Regions from separate parts of the Sus scrofa genome. Here region 2 is linked to region 1. A link is a contact called in public Hi-C data. All regions are on one chromosome and are shown on one strand. Each heading gives the region's core, a stretch centred on a gene start, on an enhancer-like site or on the middle of the called end of the contact. The rest is flanking DNA. Distances are from core to core; before and after follow the strand shown. Region 1 holds the start of MVB12A (multivesicular body subunit 12A). Region 2 holds the start of DDA1 (DET1- and DDB1-associated protein 1).

The links. Hi-C and Micro-C count contacts between places; a contact is called where the count stands out from the background.
Region 2: a contact with region 1 is called in a Hi-C map of liver, with 6 times the contacts expected there. The contact joins the promoter of DDA1 here to the promoter of MVB12A in region 1. A contact is called at or near these places in 1 of 5 promoter capture datasets (liver), 3 of 47 Hi-C or Micro-C datasets (embryonic fibroblasts, heart right ventricle and liver) and 1 of 2 datasets of contacts at active chromatin or transcription factors (alveolar macrophages).

What each region holds. Positions count from the first base shown.
Region 1 is chr2:60,271,510-60,279,355 of Sscrofa11.1, reverse strand. It overlaps MVB12A (multivesicular body subunit 12A), which reads left to right and starts at 3,384. Exons shown (of 10, transcript XM_021083558.1): 1 at 3,384-3,737; 2 at 3,869-3,967; 3 at 4,100-4,196; 4 at 5,390-5,515; 5 at 6,616-6,735; 6 at 6,822-6,865; 7 at 6,868-6,927; 8 at 7,300-7,361; 9 at 7,691-7,747. The coding sequence starts at 3,940.
Region 2 is chr2:60,372,579-60,380,424 of Sscrofa11.1, reverse strand. It overlaps DDA1 (DET1- and DDB1-associated protein 1), which reads left to right and starts at 3,439. Exons shown (of 5, transcript XM_021083567.1): 1 at 3,439-3,592. The coding sequence starts at 3,590. MRPL34 (39S ribosomal protein L34, mitochondrial) reads left to right here and starts at 1,458. Exons shown (of 2, transcript XM_021083568.1): 1 at 1,458-1,686; 2 at 1,870-2,521. The coding sequence starts at 1,613. The coding sequence ends at 2,083.

The sequences.
Region 1 (7,846 bases), core at 2,135-4,634:
ACAGGGACTCCTATCTGATTGAATTATGAATTTGTCCGGATATAAGTCCAGGTATTGCGGGACTGTATGATAACTCTATTTTTAGTTTTTTAGGAAATTCCATACTGTTTTCCGTAGTGGCTGCATCAATTTACATTCCCATCAATAATGCAAGAGGGTTCCCTTTTCTCCACACTCTCGCCAGCATTTGTTATTGGTAGTTTTTTTTTGCCATATACCTGTGGCATATGGAAGTTCCTAGGCCAGGGATTGAGTTCAAGCTACAGCTGCAACCTATGCCACAGCTGCAGCAAAGCCAAATCCTTAAGCCACCATGCCACAGCAGGAACTCCCTATTTGTAGATTTTTAAATGATGGCCATTCTGACAGATGTGAGGTGGTACCTCCTTATGGTTTTGACTTGCATTTCTTTAATAATTAGTGATGTCGAGTATCTTTTATATGCCTGTTGGCCATTTGCATGACTTCCTTGGAGAAACTGGACAGGAGTATTCTTTTTATGTCAATCGATCAACACAGATGGCCCAGCAAACTGCTGATGAGACGTGTGTTAAAAATGCCACCATCAGGGAGTCCCCATCGTGGCTCAGCGGAAGAGAATCTGACTAGTGTCCATGAGGACACAGATTCAATCCCTGGCCTCACTCAGTGGGTTAAGGATCCGGCATAGCCATGAGCTGTTGCGTAGGTTGCAGACTCGGCTCAGATCCTGTATTGCTGTGACTGTGGCATAGGCCAGCGGCTGAAGATCCAATTGAACCCCTACCCTGGGAACCTCCATATGCTGCCAGTGGAGCCCTAAAAAGCCCCCCCCAAAAAAAATTAAATGCGACCATCAGAGCTGTGGGTAGCTATGCTTGATCTGGGATGGATTCAGGTGGCTTCCCCTAGGTTAGGGATATTTGACCACACAGGCACCCCTATGTTGGGAACAGAAAAAACACACTAAATAGAACCAACCCAATCTTACTAGGACTACGGGAAGGGTATTGTTAGAACAGTGCAGTAATTCTGTTTTGTTTTGTTTTGTTTTGTTTTGTTTCATTTTTTGTCTTTTTGCCTTTTCTAGGGCCGCTCCCGCAGCAAATGGAGGTTCCCAGGCTAGGGGTCCAATTGGAGCTGTAGCCAGAGCCACACCAACGTGGGATCCGAGCCAGGTCTGCAACCTACACCACAGCTCACGGCAATACCGGATTGTTAACCCACTGAGCAAGGGGAGGGATCAAACCCGCAACCTCATGGTTCCTAGTCGGATTCATTAACCACTGTGCCACGACGGGAACTCCTGTTTTGTTTTGTTTTGGCTGCCATGGAGTTCCCAGGCCAGGGATCAGATCTGAGCCGCGTCTGCAACTTACACCACAGCTGCAGTGACACCAGATTCTTAACCCACTGTGCTGGGCCAAGGATAGAACCTATGTCCCTGCACTGCAGATATGTGACTGAGCCCCACTGTGCTCCAGTCATTCTGTCATATTAAAGGATAGCAAATGGTTTGGTACTGACTGGTCACGCTGCCCATGTATTTCTTGAGTAACTCTAAATGGGACCCAATGGATATGTGGCAAAAATCTCAGGCCATGGCTTCCACTTTGATGGTCGGGCTGATGCACCCTGGGTGTGGGGAGAGTTGCCAACACCCTCTCCTCAAGGCTGGATGGGCATGTTCTGTTTTCCACTGCTATGATCATTCGGCCACTGTCTTGTCCCCTCTATTGGCCTGGAGGACATTATAGGACACATAGAAGCTCTTATTCAATTAACCCAGCAAGACTTAAATGAGAGCTGACAAAGTCTGCCCTTACTGAATACTGAAACGTCTGTAACGTGAAAAGATGTCCTCCAAAATAGGATGGCCTTGGACATGACTAATTATCCAAGTGGAATGGAAAGTTGTATGTTCATATCTGATCAGACTGGGGATGTAGCATCTTTTTTTTTTTGGCTGCTCCCATGGCATGTGGAACTTTTCGGGCCAGGGATTGAACCTGTGCCACAGCAGTGACAAAACTGGATCCTTAACCCACTGAACCACCAGGGAGCTCTCATGTAGCATCTTTTTTCTTTTTCTTTTCTTTTTTGGCCACCCCACAGCATATGGCATTCCTGGGGCCAGGGATCACATCCAAGCCACAGTTGTAACTTAAGTCGCAACTGGGGGAATGCTGGATCCTCAACCCGCTGGGCACAGGGCTCCAGAGATGCCCCTGATCTCTTTGCACCACAGCAGGAACTCCCCTATAATATCTTTATTAAAGCACATTCGGACACAAAGGAATGCCCTGATTGATTCCTAGCCTCAGGGACTCAATAAATCAGTGCTTCAGATCACAGGGCACTTGGTGCAAAAGTATTCTTATCTTCTTCTTCTTCTTTTTTTTTTTTTTTTTTGTCTTTTTGCCATTTCTTGGGCTGCTCCCACGGCATATGGAGGTTCCCAGGCTGGGGGTCGAATCGAAGCTGTAGCTGCTGGCCTATGCCAGAGCCACAGCAACATGGGATCCGAGCCGCATCTGCGACCTACACCACAGCTCACCGCAATGGTAGATCCTTAAAAAAAAAAAAATCCCCAGAAATAAAAACAGAATATTGGTAACAAAATAAAGTCTAACCCTAAAAGAAAAAAAAAAAAAAAAATGGAGTTCTCGTTGTGGCTCAGTGGTTAACGAATCCGACTAGGAACCATGAGGTTGTGGGTTTGATCCCTGGCCTCACTCAGTGGTTCCCCTTGTGGCTCAGCAGATACTCTGACTAGTATCCATGAGGACGCAGGTTCCATCCTTGGCCTCGCTCAGTGGGTTAAGGATACCGCCATTGCCGTGAGCTGTGGTATAGGCGACAGACCCGGCTTGGATATGTCGTGGCTGTAGCTGTGGTGTAGGCCAGCGGCTACAGCTCAGGTTTGACCCCTAGCCTGGGAACCTCCATATGCCTTGGGTGCGGCCCTAAAAGCACCACACACACAAAAAACCCCCACCATTCCTTGCTAACAGGTGGTACAAAAAACAGGCAGTGGGCTAACCTATGACATTGCAGAAAACTGGAAACTACACAGGAGTAAACCTTCTGTTCCCTAATTTTCCATATTTTACTTCTGAGGGGTGTAAAAGTTTGTCTCCATACTGAGCACTTTCTTGTCTCATTTTAAAAAATGTGTATGTGAACAAGTTCTCAAGTTACACCAAGATTTCAAGGCTCAAGTTGGTCGGTATTTTTATTTAAACTAACCGTTGCATAACTCATGAAAGTCTTCTTTGGGGTGACTTCTGGAATTGTGAGTTTTTCACAGCTCACTCTCAAATTCTGGGGAATACTGACGTCAACTTTGGAAGAGAGGTTGACACTGCAAAGGATTCTGGGGAACGTAGTTCCGGTTTGCTGCTAGCGAGACATTTCCGGCGGAAGTTGATGGGCGTGAGGGGGAAAAAAAAGGAGACAATTTTCCGCAAACGTCGCTCACTGGCACACCTGGGGGACGCACGCAGTTGGCCGACAGCTTTCCCGGAACGCGCAAACGACGCCTCCTGGACTCCCGACCTCGCAAGGCTATCTGGGAGTTGTAGTTCAGTTTCGTGGCCAAACTCCGCCGTCCGGCCGCGGCTGGGAGGTCCAAGGCGGTCCATCGCCTTTGGATCTTGGTTCGGAGGATGGATCCGGGGCCCGGGACCGACGCGGCCCCGTTGGCTGGCCTGGCCTGGTCGTCGGCCTCGGCGCCTCCGCCAAGGGGATTCAGTGCGGTAAGCGACGTCGGGGAACCGGGGAAGTGTAGGGAGAGGCGGTGGCACTAGGGGCGAGGGGTTGAATGGGGGCAGAGGTGGCTGCGGCCAGGTAAGAGCCTGGCTGGCGCTGACCCGCGTCCGTGCCATAGATCTCCTGCACCGTGGAGGGAGCTCCCGCCAGCTTCGGCAAGACCTTCGCGCAGAAATCCGGCTACTTCCTATGTCTCAATCCTTTGGGCAGCCTAGAGGTAAGGGGCGCCCACCTTCGGAATCCCTGGGGTCCTTCCACTCCCCCTGTCCATTCGCGGGGTGCTGCCCGAGGCGTGCCGGTCACTCTTGCTGTGTTCCCCACCGCGTCCCCCCACCCCATCCCATCCCAGAATCCACAGGAGAACGTGGTGGTCGATATCCAGATCCTGGTGGACAAGAGCCCTCTCCCGCCGGGATTCTCCCCTGTCTGCGACCCCGTAGACTCCAGTGAGTCCTGTCGAAGGCGGGGGTGGGGTGGGGCGGGGTTGGAGGTGAAGGGCACATTCGAGTCTCTGCGGGAAAGAGCGGGGAGGGAATGGAGAGACCATAGGCGCGTGAGTTTTGAGCCTTGGCCACCCCCTCGACAGCACTTGGTAATGACAGTGTTGGCTGAGGACTTAGAGTTCTGATCCTGTACGGGGAAAATGTGCCCCGCCCTGCGTAAAAATGTTCGATTGGAAGCCTCTGTTCTAGAGTAAGTGTTCGGTCATTGCGACCTGTTTTATTTAATGTTACTAATACACCTTCTTCTTAGGTTGTAGCCAGGCTGAATCTTGCGCAGTTCTGTTTTACATTTCCAGGTTCTTACACACAGGCTCCAGTTGCCCTGGTGCTTTCCTGACAATGCTGACCACTCTGTTTTCTAACCATCAGGCTCTCCCTGCCTCCTGTGCCTTTTCCATGTATTGTCTTTTATATTTGACTCTCAGCATATATATCTGTTGGTGCAGGACTTGGCAGACTTTGTCTGTAAAAGGGCAGAAAGTAGATATATTAAATTAGATGGTGTCTGTTGCATATATATCCCTTTAAAAATGTAAAAGCCGTGGAGTTCCCGTCATGGTGCAGTGGTTAACGAATCCGTCTAGGAGCCATGAGGTTGCGGGTTCAATCCCTGGCCTTGCTCAGTGGGTTAAGGATCCGGCATTGCCGTGAGCTGTGGTGTAAGTTGCAGACGCGGCTCAGATCCTGCATTGCTGTGGCTCTGGCGTAGGCTGGCGGCTATAGCTCCGATTGGACCCCTAGCCTGGGAACCTCCATATGCCGCAGGTGTAGCCCTAAAAAGAAAAAAAAAAAAAAGAAGTAAAAGCCATGCGTAGCTGGTGAGCCATACAGAAACAGACTTTGGGCCAGATTTGGCTCTTAGGCTAGTTTGCTGACCTCTGGATTAGAGGGCTGGGGGAAAGTGAGTTCTGTCTTATCCCACAGCTACCCTACAAGTGCCTCTCTATGTCACTAAAGACGACCCTGTCCCAATGGGTCCTCAAAGCTGCATGGAGTTCCCTCCTATGGCTTTGCCATTCATGGTTTAACCAGATGGCTGTCTTAAATAGCAGCACCCTGGCCAGTGTCATCCTGGAGCCCTATGGACCCCTTCCCTGCTTCTTCCCTCTTGTCACTCCTCTGCCCCCCATTCCCAGAGGCTCTGTATCCAAGAAGAAACGCATGTGTGTTAAGCTGGTACCCTTGGGGGTCGCAGACACGGCTGTATTTGACGTCCGGCTGAGTGGGAAAACCAAGACAGTGCCTGGATACCTTCGAGTCGGGTAGGGCTGCCCCTCAGCACTCCCTCCTTGACCTCCCAACTCCCACATCTACCCCTCTGGCCCTCAAGGACTCCCATGGGTTCTCCCGTTCCTTCTGCCAACTCTCTGTGGCTCAGTTTCCACACGTTAAGATCGGGACAGTTGTACCAATCTTATGGGGTGGCCACGAGGAGTAAAAATGAGTTGGTGTGTCTAAAGCGCCTAGAACAGTGATTGAACCCAGCAACACTAGTTAGCATGTTGCTGAGGGTGTGAACTGAGATGTGAGGTCACCCAGAGGCCTGCCCTCCTCTGGCAGCTTTTTTTTTTTTTTTTTTTTAATTTTTATTAAAGTGTAGTTGACTTATAGTGTTGTGTCAACTTCACAGTACAGCAAAGTGACCCATCCTACGTATATATACATTCTTTTTCTCATATTATTTTCCATCATGTTCTATCACAAGCGATTGGAGAGGAGTTCCTGTTGTGGCTCAGTGGGTTAAGAACCTGACTCATATCCATGAGGATGCAGGTTTGATCCCTGGCCTTGCTTAGTGTGTTAAGGATCCAGTCTTGTCGTGAGCTGTGGTGTAGGTCGCAGATGTGGCTTGGATCCCATGTTGCTGTGGTGCAAGCCAGCAACTACAGCTCCAATTCGATCCCTAACCTGGGAACTTCCATATACTGCAGGTCCTAAAAAGAAGAAAACAAAAAGCAAACAACAACAAAAAATCCTCCAAAATACAAGTGATTGGATATAGTTCCCCATGCTATACAGTAGGACCTCATTGCTTATCTGTTCTAAATGTAACGGTGTGTGTCTACTACCCTTCTGGTCCATCCCACACTTATCCCCCTCCCCATTCTATTTTTTCAAGTTTTGTTGAAATATAGTTGATTTACAATGTTGTGATAATTTCTGCTGTACCACAAAATGATTCAGTTATACATATACGTATATCCATTCTTTTTTCAGAGTCTCTTCCCATATAGGTTATCATAGAATATCGAGTAGCGTTCCTTGTGCTATATATACAGCCTGTCCCCATTGACCCTGGTAGCTATTCTCAGCCTGGCTGCACACTGGGCTAGAGCCCTGCCTCCCTTTCCTCCTCCTCTAGGGACATGGGTGGCTTTGCCATCTGGTGCAAGAAAGCCAAAGCCCCGCGGCCAGTGCCCAAGCCCCGAGCTCTCAGCCGAGACATGAGGGACCTCTCCCTGGACCAGCCCAGCCAGCCCAGGTGAGTCCTCAGGTTCAGAGATGGGAGCAGCCAAGTGGGTGGGGGGGCAGCTTCAGGCCTGAGCTGGGCTATCCCCTCTCCACCAGCAAGGGCGGCTTTCCAGAGCGGACACTCTCAAGGCTGGGCTCTCGGCATCTACCCTACGGAGGAACGACTCCATCTACGAGGCTTCCAACCTTTATGGCATCTCAGGTGAGTGCACAGTGGGAAAACTGAAGCTCTGGGGGTGGGGTGAGGTTGGGGCGAGACCACCCAAGGTGGTATAGCTAGCACAGGGCAGGGGCTGGGTTGGACCAGGCCTGGGCTTCCCAGATTCTGCCAAGACTGGGAAGAGGAGTTCCCTGCTAGCTCAGCAGGTTAAGGATCAGGCGTTGTTGCTGCTGTGGCTCTGGTTACTGCTGTGGCTCAGGTTTGCTCTCTAGCCTGGGAACTTCTGAAAGCCATGGGGTGGCCAAAAAAAAAAAAAAGAAAGACAGGAAGAGCTGAGACCTGGGAAGGGGTGGGCAGTAGGCAGGCATGGAGTCTCAGAAGCCTCAGCTCCATCCCCCCATCTGCTTTCCTCAGCCATGGATGGGGTTCCCTTCACTCTGCACCCCCGATTTGAGGGCAAGAGCTGTGGCCCCCTGGTGAGTTGGGTTCCTGGCAAGTCTGGGTCTGCCCCTCCTTGTTGCTTCTAGGCACCAGGATGCAGGGAGCATCATCTGTATCCAGCACCTCAGCTGGGAGGGGAGTTCTGGGTTGGAGGAGGCTGGAGGCCAAAGGGTGGGGGCTGGAGGGTCCCCTTCTGGAATGGAGGAGTCCAGAGGGGCATCTGGATACTGGTAGCTAGAGGTTGTGGCAGAAAGGGGGAGGGGATGTCTGGGAAATACTGAGGGGGGGATCCTCCATGAAGGTGAGGGAACGGGGGTTCCAGGTTGGGAGGGAGGGTCAAGACTGACCTGCCCATGCCTGCCAGGCCTTCTCTGCCTTTGCTGATCTGACCATCAAGTCACTGGCGGACATTGAGGAGGAGGTGTGTGTCAGCCACCCTGGTCTCCACTGGCCCCCCCCTTCTTTCCTACCCATAACCCACCTCTAGTGCCTCCACACCCCACCCCGACCCCACCCCCAC
Region 2 (7,846 bases), core at 2,190-4,689, 100 kb before region 1:
AAACGGAGCCCCCATACCCCTCTCCCTGTGCTATAACCTTTCCAATATACAATGTTCCAGATCCTTGCAATTTCAGTCGGGGAAACCGAGGTGCATAAAGGGCACAAGTTTACAAGGCAAGATGAGGGGCAGAGATGGGACTTGGAACCACGGCTTTGTGATTCCAACTCCTGCAAATTGTTATTCGTTAAATCATTAAACAGATGTCTTGGAGCTTTGGGTAAATAGGGAATTGGAATTTCACAGATAGGCCAACTGGTGGCCAATTTAACTGGGAGCTGTGGTCCCAGCTGGAGTCAGAGAGGCCATGGTCCAGCCTCTGCCTTTTGCTGATATGTGACCTTGGGCAAACCCCTTTCCTGAGACTCCACTTATTTCTCTATGAAATTAATCCCCTCATAAATTTGCTATGCAGGTAAAACACTCAGCAGGGAAAGTGCTTCATACATTACTGGTGTTATTATTGTACTGGTGTAGTATTGCAGAGGTTTGCAAAATGGTGGTTCAGGTAGGATGGGCTTCAGAGGACAAGGGGTTAAGCATCCCTTGCCCAGTCCTATTCCCTGGAATTTGCTGCCAGAGTTGGATTAGGTCCAGCCACCCACTCTTGCCCACTCAGGGTGCTCCTGGGAGACTACAGTTTATTCATCCAGAAAAAAAAATTCCCCTCCCCCTCTCCAAGCGGGGAGGATGCTGGGGTGCCTGCAAGTCTGGCTCTTGAGGACCCCCTCAGCTTCAGGGAGAGTCTGGGGAGAACTGGGGTTGGGGGGGCAGTGTTGAGCCAGAGGGAGGGGCAAGTCTGGAGAAAGGGGAGTATCTGAGGAGGATTTTTAAAAGATGAATAGGAGAGCACCAGCCAGAGGAGGGTATAGCTGAAATTTAGGATGTGTGTGTATGTCTGTCGAGAGGAGAGTGGGCTTCAAATGCCTGGCAGTGGAGCTGGATATTTTCCCGGGGACTATGGGGAGCCAGAGATGGTATGTGAGAAGGGAAAGGGTTCATATATGAATACTAGAAATTTTCTCCTAAGGTCTGAATGGGGGTACGACCAAGGGCAAGCTTGCAACCCTTGGGTTTTACAGATTGAGAAACTGAATAACCACCCAAGGACATACGGCCAACTTGAACTCAGACCGCCTGGGCTCACAGCCAAGAGGCAGAGACTTGGCTGGGGCTAAAGGAAAGCTGCCAGCCAGCTGTGTGCCATCTGCCTGGCTCCCGCTGGGGGTGGGAAATTCAACCAGCCGTCTCCTGAGGCTGCCACCAGCTGCGCCACCGTCACCCAAGTGTACCCTCCTCGGGTCTGCAGGAAAAGAAACTACAACTCCTAGCAGACCCGGGGACTTAATGCTCTGTACGCAAGCGTCTGCTGAGGAGGCGCCGTTCTCCTGCCACCTGCTGGTCCATCTGAAAAATTACATGCGCCTGTGTGCAAGGACGCTCACGCCTAAGGTGTGGGCGCGCAGACGTAGAACTACAATTCCGGGAGGCCCCCGCGGCAAGGAAGGCTCCGCTGTAGGAAAAACTACAACTCCCAGAAGTCCTCGTTCGCAGCTGCGGAACCTACGGGTTTCGGAATAGCTGCCACTGGACGGAGTGCCGGCGGCTGGACATGGCTTTCTTGGCTAGATCCGTGGGTCGCCTCTTGGACCCCGTCAGTAGGTCAGCGGCGCTAGTAGGTGGCAGGTGAGTCCTCAGTGGGTCCCCTTCCCAAATCTGGGAGTAAGAGCGGAGTCGAGGGGCTGACCCCAGCTATTTACCAACGACATGACCTTCCTTCCAATGCCTTGCGAACTCGAGGTTGAGCGCCACGCAGCAGTCACACAGCAATCTTTTCTGACCTTTCTCGCTTTTTCTCTGACCGGGCAGGTGGCTCCAGCCCCAGGCCTGGCTGGGGTTCCCGGATACATGGGGACTCCCCGCCATGCAGCAGACCCGGGGCAAGGCGCGCGGGAACGAGTATCAGCCGAGTAACATCAAACGCAAGCACAAGCATGGTTGGGTCCGGCGCTTGAGAACGCCAACCGGGGTCCAAGTCATTCTTCGTCGCATGCACAAGGGCCGAAAATCATTGAGCCATTGAGAAGGGCGACGCTGCCGCCTGGACCCCTCATTAAATCATTTCCCTCGCTTAGCCTGTGGCTGTTTTTGTGGAGAGCTGGAGAGCAGGACGACTGGGATTCGGACGGACATGAATATCCCTCACATTGGCCCAGGGGAAGAAATCTGGTATTATACTGGAAAAAGGAGTGGAAGTCAGACCTTGCCCGGTGCTTTTTTACGCTTTTGAATTAGGAAGAATTTCGAACTTAACGCAACAGTCTAGTGACCAATTACCCACAACCCATCCTGCCCCCTCCTGAGATGCAAATCTCAGGCGTCAGATTATTCTGTAAATATTTCAGAAGGCACCTCTTCAAGATAAGGGCTCTTTAATACATATTCACAAAACTTTTCACAGCTGAAAAAAAGTTATCAGTTCTTTTAGTCATTGAAAGTCTAATAAATGTTCACATTTTCACTTGTGTTGTAAAATGTCGTGATTCCCACGGTTCTAGGAAGGCTTGTGGAGAGTTGGGAGGGATATGAACCCAACCACCTGCCCCTTGGGGATGGGCTATGTGACTTTGAGCAAGACCTTAACTCTCTGAGGCTTATCTGGCTTCTACAAAATCAGGTGCTCGTTTCTCCCTTGCTGTGTTGTTGCTGGAGTAATAATACTAACTTCCCCTTAGTAACCTGAGGAGTACTTCCTCAATAAATCCTTGTTCTGTCCAGGCTGTCAGGCTGGTGAGGAGTTGGGAGGTAGATTCGTACGCAGGCAGTTTGGACATAGTGGAGTCAGGGCTGGTAAGAGGGTGGTGAGGGCTATGGGGCCATGAGGAAGCACCCGACTTGGCATTGGGAAGAACACAGGGAAGGCTTCCAGGAAGAGATGGCAGGGTGTGGGAGGGCCGAAGGAAGGAGGGACTAGAGAGGGGTCAGCATAAAAGGTGGACGAATTTGGCTGGAGGGGCCCAGGATATGGGGCCGAGGAGGTGGGACTGAACCCTTGGGGTAATGAGGAGTCACGGGAAGTGTTCGAAGAAGAGTCTGGGTTGTCAGTTCAAAGATAATTCAAGCAGCTAGTGTGGAATAGCTTAGATATGCTGAAACCTAAGATTGGGACCCTGGGGAGGAGGCTGAGAGTGTCATGGTGGGTCCCCACCTCCGGGACCTCCAGGTGCCGCAGACTACAAATTCCAAGAGGCTTTGGGGGCAGCCTCCGCCCACTTCCGGAGTTCGCTGCCCCTCTCTTGCAATTCCCGGGCGGGGTTTTGCTCCCTCAACCGAACTTGACCACGAAGGGAGGAGGCGTGACGTCCAATGGGCGCGTGACTTAGTTAGATCAGGCCAATGGGAGCGCGCAAAGACCTTATAGCCTAGAGGCGGGGCTAGAGGGCGGACCAATGACGGACGGGCGGCCACACCATCAGTGTGGGCTGTGCGGTGGCTGGAAGTTACTGTGCGGCGGCGGCTAAGAAGGCGGCTGTGGTGGCGGCGGCGGCAGCAGAGACGGTGGCTGAGGAGGCGACGGAGGAAACAGAAGATGGTGAGGGTGGCTGCCGGGGCCGTACTCCCCCCTTCTCTTGACAAAATGGCGCCGCGGGCCCACCCACCCCCAGTAATCCCCCTGGCCCCTCACCGTCCTGCCTGGCCCCCTCTAGCCCGGCCCGCCCCTCCCTTTGACCCGTGCCCTTCGACCCCTAGACCCCTGCTGCGAGCTTCCTGCTGACCTCGCCCTGGCTCCATCTCCGACCCCTGACCCACCTAAGCTTTCAGGCCCTGACAAGTCATTCATTTCCGGGTCGCGGTCCCCCCGGAAATAGCCTAGGGGTGGGTATGGGGTCCCCCAAGACCCCCATCTCAGGTCCCGTTCTCCGCGCGGTAGGCCTGGGCTTTTCCAGTTTGAGAGGGCTTAGGAGGCCGGCCTGAGCGTCGGGGCGGGGAAGGGGCTTGATGCCTTGACGTGCGGGGCTTTGTCGCCAAAGGAAGTGCGACATCGCAAACTGCCCCAGTCCCCCGACCCCACCTCCAGATTTCTGCCCTGACCAGCTCTAAGAGGGAGTAACTTCGTCTCTCCAATCACCAGGCCCTACCTCTGTTAAATGGGGGTAGCAATAGTTCAGACCTCATACGATTGCGATAATTTAGGGAACTGACGTCTTAAAGAGCTTGGGATGGTGAACGCTCAACAGATGAGCTGGGTTACTCAGGGATGTTGACATCCCCTCTCAGCTGTCTCCTCATCTTGAAGTTGGGTTAATGCCAGCTCGTGGTTGGGAGGTTAAAATCCCCCCTGGGCCGCTCACTCATCCTGGGATTTGGGTCTGATGGTTCTTTGGGGTTTCCTGTCTCCACCTGTGAAGTGTGACACAGCCTCAGAGTTGGGTTGAAGCCCCCTCCGTTCCCCACACTACTTGACATCTTCAGGGCTGACAGGGGTAATGAAAGCTTTTGTCAGGGCAAGTCAAATCCCATTGGTCCTGGACTCAGGGTCCCAGCCCACAAGCCACAGTCCTTGGGGTGTGGTGGGGGATGGGCAAAAGAAGACTTCTTGTCACAAAGGGTATAGGAAACTGATAAGTGCATTCCTAGCACGTGGATCCCCAAGCCTGGGTGTTGTCCTTGATTCCTTGCTGCAGCCTCATTGCCCACGCCCAGACCATAGTGGGTTTTGTTGGCTCTGCCTCCAGAATGAATTCTAATTTTGTCCTTGGCTCCCCACCCTGGTCCAGGCACCTCTACCTCTCACCTGAACACCTGCTGCAGCCTCCTCCCTGGTCTCCTTCTCTCCATCCAGCCCCACTGGCAGTCCAGAACCAGAGGGAGTTTTTAAAGATGTCAGTCAGATTATACCACTTTCTAGCTTACAAAACACTCCAGGGGTTTCCTGTTGTAACCCCAATGAAACCCCAGCTCCCCCTCAGTCTCCAAGGTCCCTGCCCATCTCTGTGACCTCATCTTTTTACCCCCCACCCCCTTGAGCTTCAGCCACAGTGGCCTTGTTTTCACATTTTCACGCTCCAAGTCCCTGCCATCCCAGGGCCTTTGCACTCATTACTTCTTCTGCCTGGAATGCACCTTCTCCTGTGAACATCTCAGAATCCCCCATGTCTCTCCTCTCTCTGCACACCATTTCTTTTCCTCGTCTTGCTTTGGTTGGGTCACTGGCAGGCTGCCTACACAGGGACTGGCACACAGATAATCAGTGAGTGTTTGCTGAGGCAGTGGATGATAGCTTCTGGACCCAACTGTAGCTAGGATTTGTCTGGCTGAGTGAGGATTTCTCCCCGTTTCCAAGACCTTATTTTCCTGCTTAGCTGACAGGAAGTACTGGCCATACCCTGTCTTCATTCATTTATTCAGCACAGATTGATGCTAACAGCTGCCCTCAAGGGAGCTCTGTGCAGAGCTCTCTCCCTGTGTTGTCTTACTGAGACACAGAACAACCCTGGAAGGGGTCCCTGTTGTGGCCCTCGGTTCACAGCAGGGGTGGCCAGGCTGAGAAGTCACTTGTCCCAAGTCACACAGAGAGGGAAGGTCCCATCCAGAATTGAGTGCAGGCCCGGGGCTCCCGCATCTCTCACCACTCTGCCTCCAGGCCCCATGTGAACCCTGTCAGGGGCCCAGGGTTGAGCCAGCCTCACCCCGCCCTCTGCCTCAGGGAGGCAGATATGTAAACAGATGATTTCTTTGGGGTATGAATGTGGCTCTAGCAGAGGCTCCCAAGGTGTCAGGAGAGGGAAGGGGCAGGGGGTGTTTTGAGCTGGCTGGAGAGTTGGTGGGTGTTTTCCACGTGGAAAAAAGAGGGGCATTCCTGGAGGGTGGCACAGGCTGAGGAGTTGTGTGGCAGGAGACCAGCGTGTGCCAAGCTGAGCCCGGGCTGCGAAGGACTTTGGGTTGGGGCAGGGACCCCTCCTCTCCCTTCAGGTCTCAGGCTTGCATCTGGGCAGCACTCCCTATCCCTCAGACCAGCCAGCCTTCCCCACCCCCACCCCTGCTGTCATGGGCCTCACATGGCACCTTGTGGTGCCCTGTCCTCAGGCCACTGTGCATTCACTGCACAGCTCTTTGATCCACAGCCATGTCCCCAAACACTGGCTGCTTCCTGGGGCCGGGAATGGGTCTGCTGTGGCTTTCCACAATGCCCTGGTCCCTGGTGTGGGGCCTACCACATAGCTGGATCCTGAGAAGACCTTGCTGGGTTGCTGGATGGCTGAAGCTGGCCCCATAGTCGGGCTAAGCTGAGGCTGAGATCCTGGGACAGGGGAGGCAGGTTTGAGGGGCTCTGAACTGGCTCCAGGGCAGCAGGTCACCTGGATGTGAGGACCATCTCCTGGGTAGGAGCAAGGGGGCCCAACCATGTTCTGGCTGCCCTAGTCAGCCCATCCTGCTGAGGTCTTGCTGGGGCCCAGCAGAGGCGGGATTAGGCCCCACGGAGGTGAGGACTCCTGTTCCCACCTGCCCCAGAGGGTGATGAGGGATCACCTGAATAGTGACTTCTGCGAGGACACTGCCTGGTGGAGGGTTCCTGCAACCTGCAGGGGAGCCCTCGGCATTCCAGCAGGGAGACGAGGCGTCACATGACAGGAGCTTGGCATCTGAGGTTGGGCAAATGGGGGTGGACTCAGCTTCCTTGTCTTCTCTTTGGGTCTGGGGAATCTCGAACGAGTGTTACATGACCTTGCTTCCTTACTTTCCTTGTTTGTGGGGGGGGGTGACTCCAGCTGGGGAAGACCTTGGTCCACGTGGGAAGCCCCTCCCAAGCTGTACCACTCCAGTCCTGATCTGCTGGGAAGTCCCTCCCTGCCCCCAGCTCTCAGTCTTCACCTCTCCTTGAGCACCCTGAGGCTCTTGTTGCCTCAGGAAACTGAGGCAGACATAACTCCCATTGGCCTTTATTCACCCCATCTTGTAGCAGAGACCCACACCCTACCCAGACTCAGGGTTTTCCCCTTCCAGAACCCCCACCCTTCCTTGCCCAGCTGGTGCCTTGATGTCAGAGAAAAAGGACTTTCTGGAGCTTCCCGTGTTGGGGCACAGTGGGAAACGAATCTTACTAGTATCCATGAGGATGCATGTTCAGTCCTTGTCCTGGCTCAGCAGGTTAAGGATCTGGCATTGCCGTGAGCTGTGGTGTAAGTTGCAGACACAGCTGGGATCCTGCAAGGCTGTGGCTGTGGTTTTGGCCGGCAGCTACAGCTCTGATTTGACCCCTAGCCTGAGAACTTATATATGCCCTAAAAAGCAAAAAAGAAACGAATTTTCCAAGAGTCTGGGCTGTGAATGAATTCTCTCCCTGGCTCCCTGGCATCTTGTGGGCCTGAAACCTCTGGTGCCCAAGCCCATGCCCCAGGCAGCGGGGGGCAGGGAGGAGCCAGCCTTCAGGTGTCTGACCCTCCCCCCTTCACAAGGCAAGCATCTCCCCTCACAGGGCAGCCTCGGGATGTGGAGACCCTGGTTCACATGGTGTTTGATGGAAGCTCACCCGGGTTTAAAAAGCTGGCACTGACACTGAAACTTAGATTTCTAAGTTTCCTCTGGCCTCAGAAGCTTGATGAACCCCGATCTCTGGGTCCTCTGTCCTGGCAGCCCCTGTGTCCCAACTGTCCTTTCCCCTTCACCCAGGCTCCCGTCCCCCATTTATTGTTACCTGAGCCCTCGGGGTTTCTTCGGGTGGGCTCCTCTCTCTCCATCTCTATACAGGTGCATAAATGAAGGTGCGACCCAGAGTTTAATGTCAACAAGCACAGAGTCTGCAGTCAGATGGGCCTGGGTCCAGCTCCCTACCCTGCTGCTTACT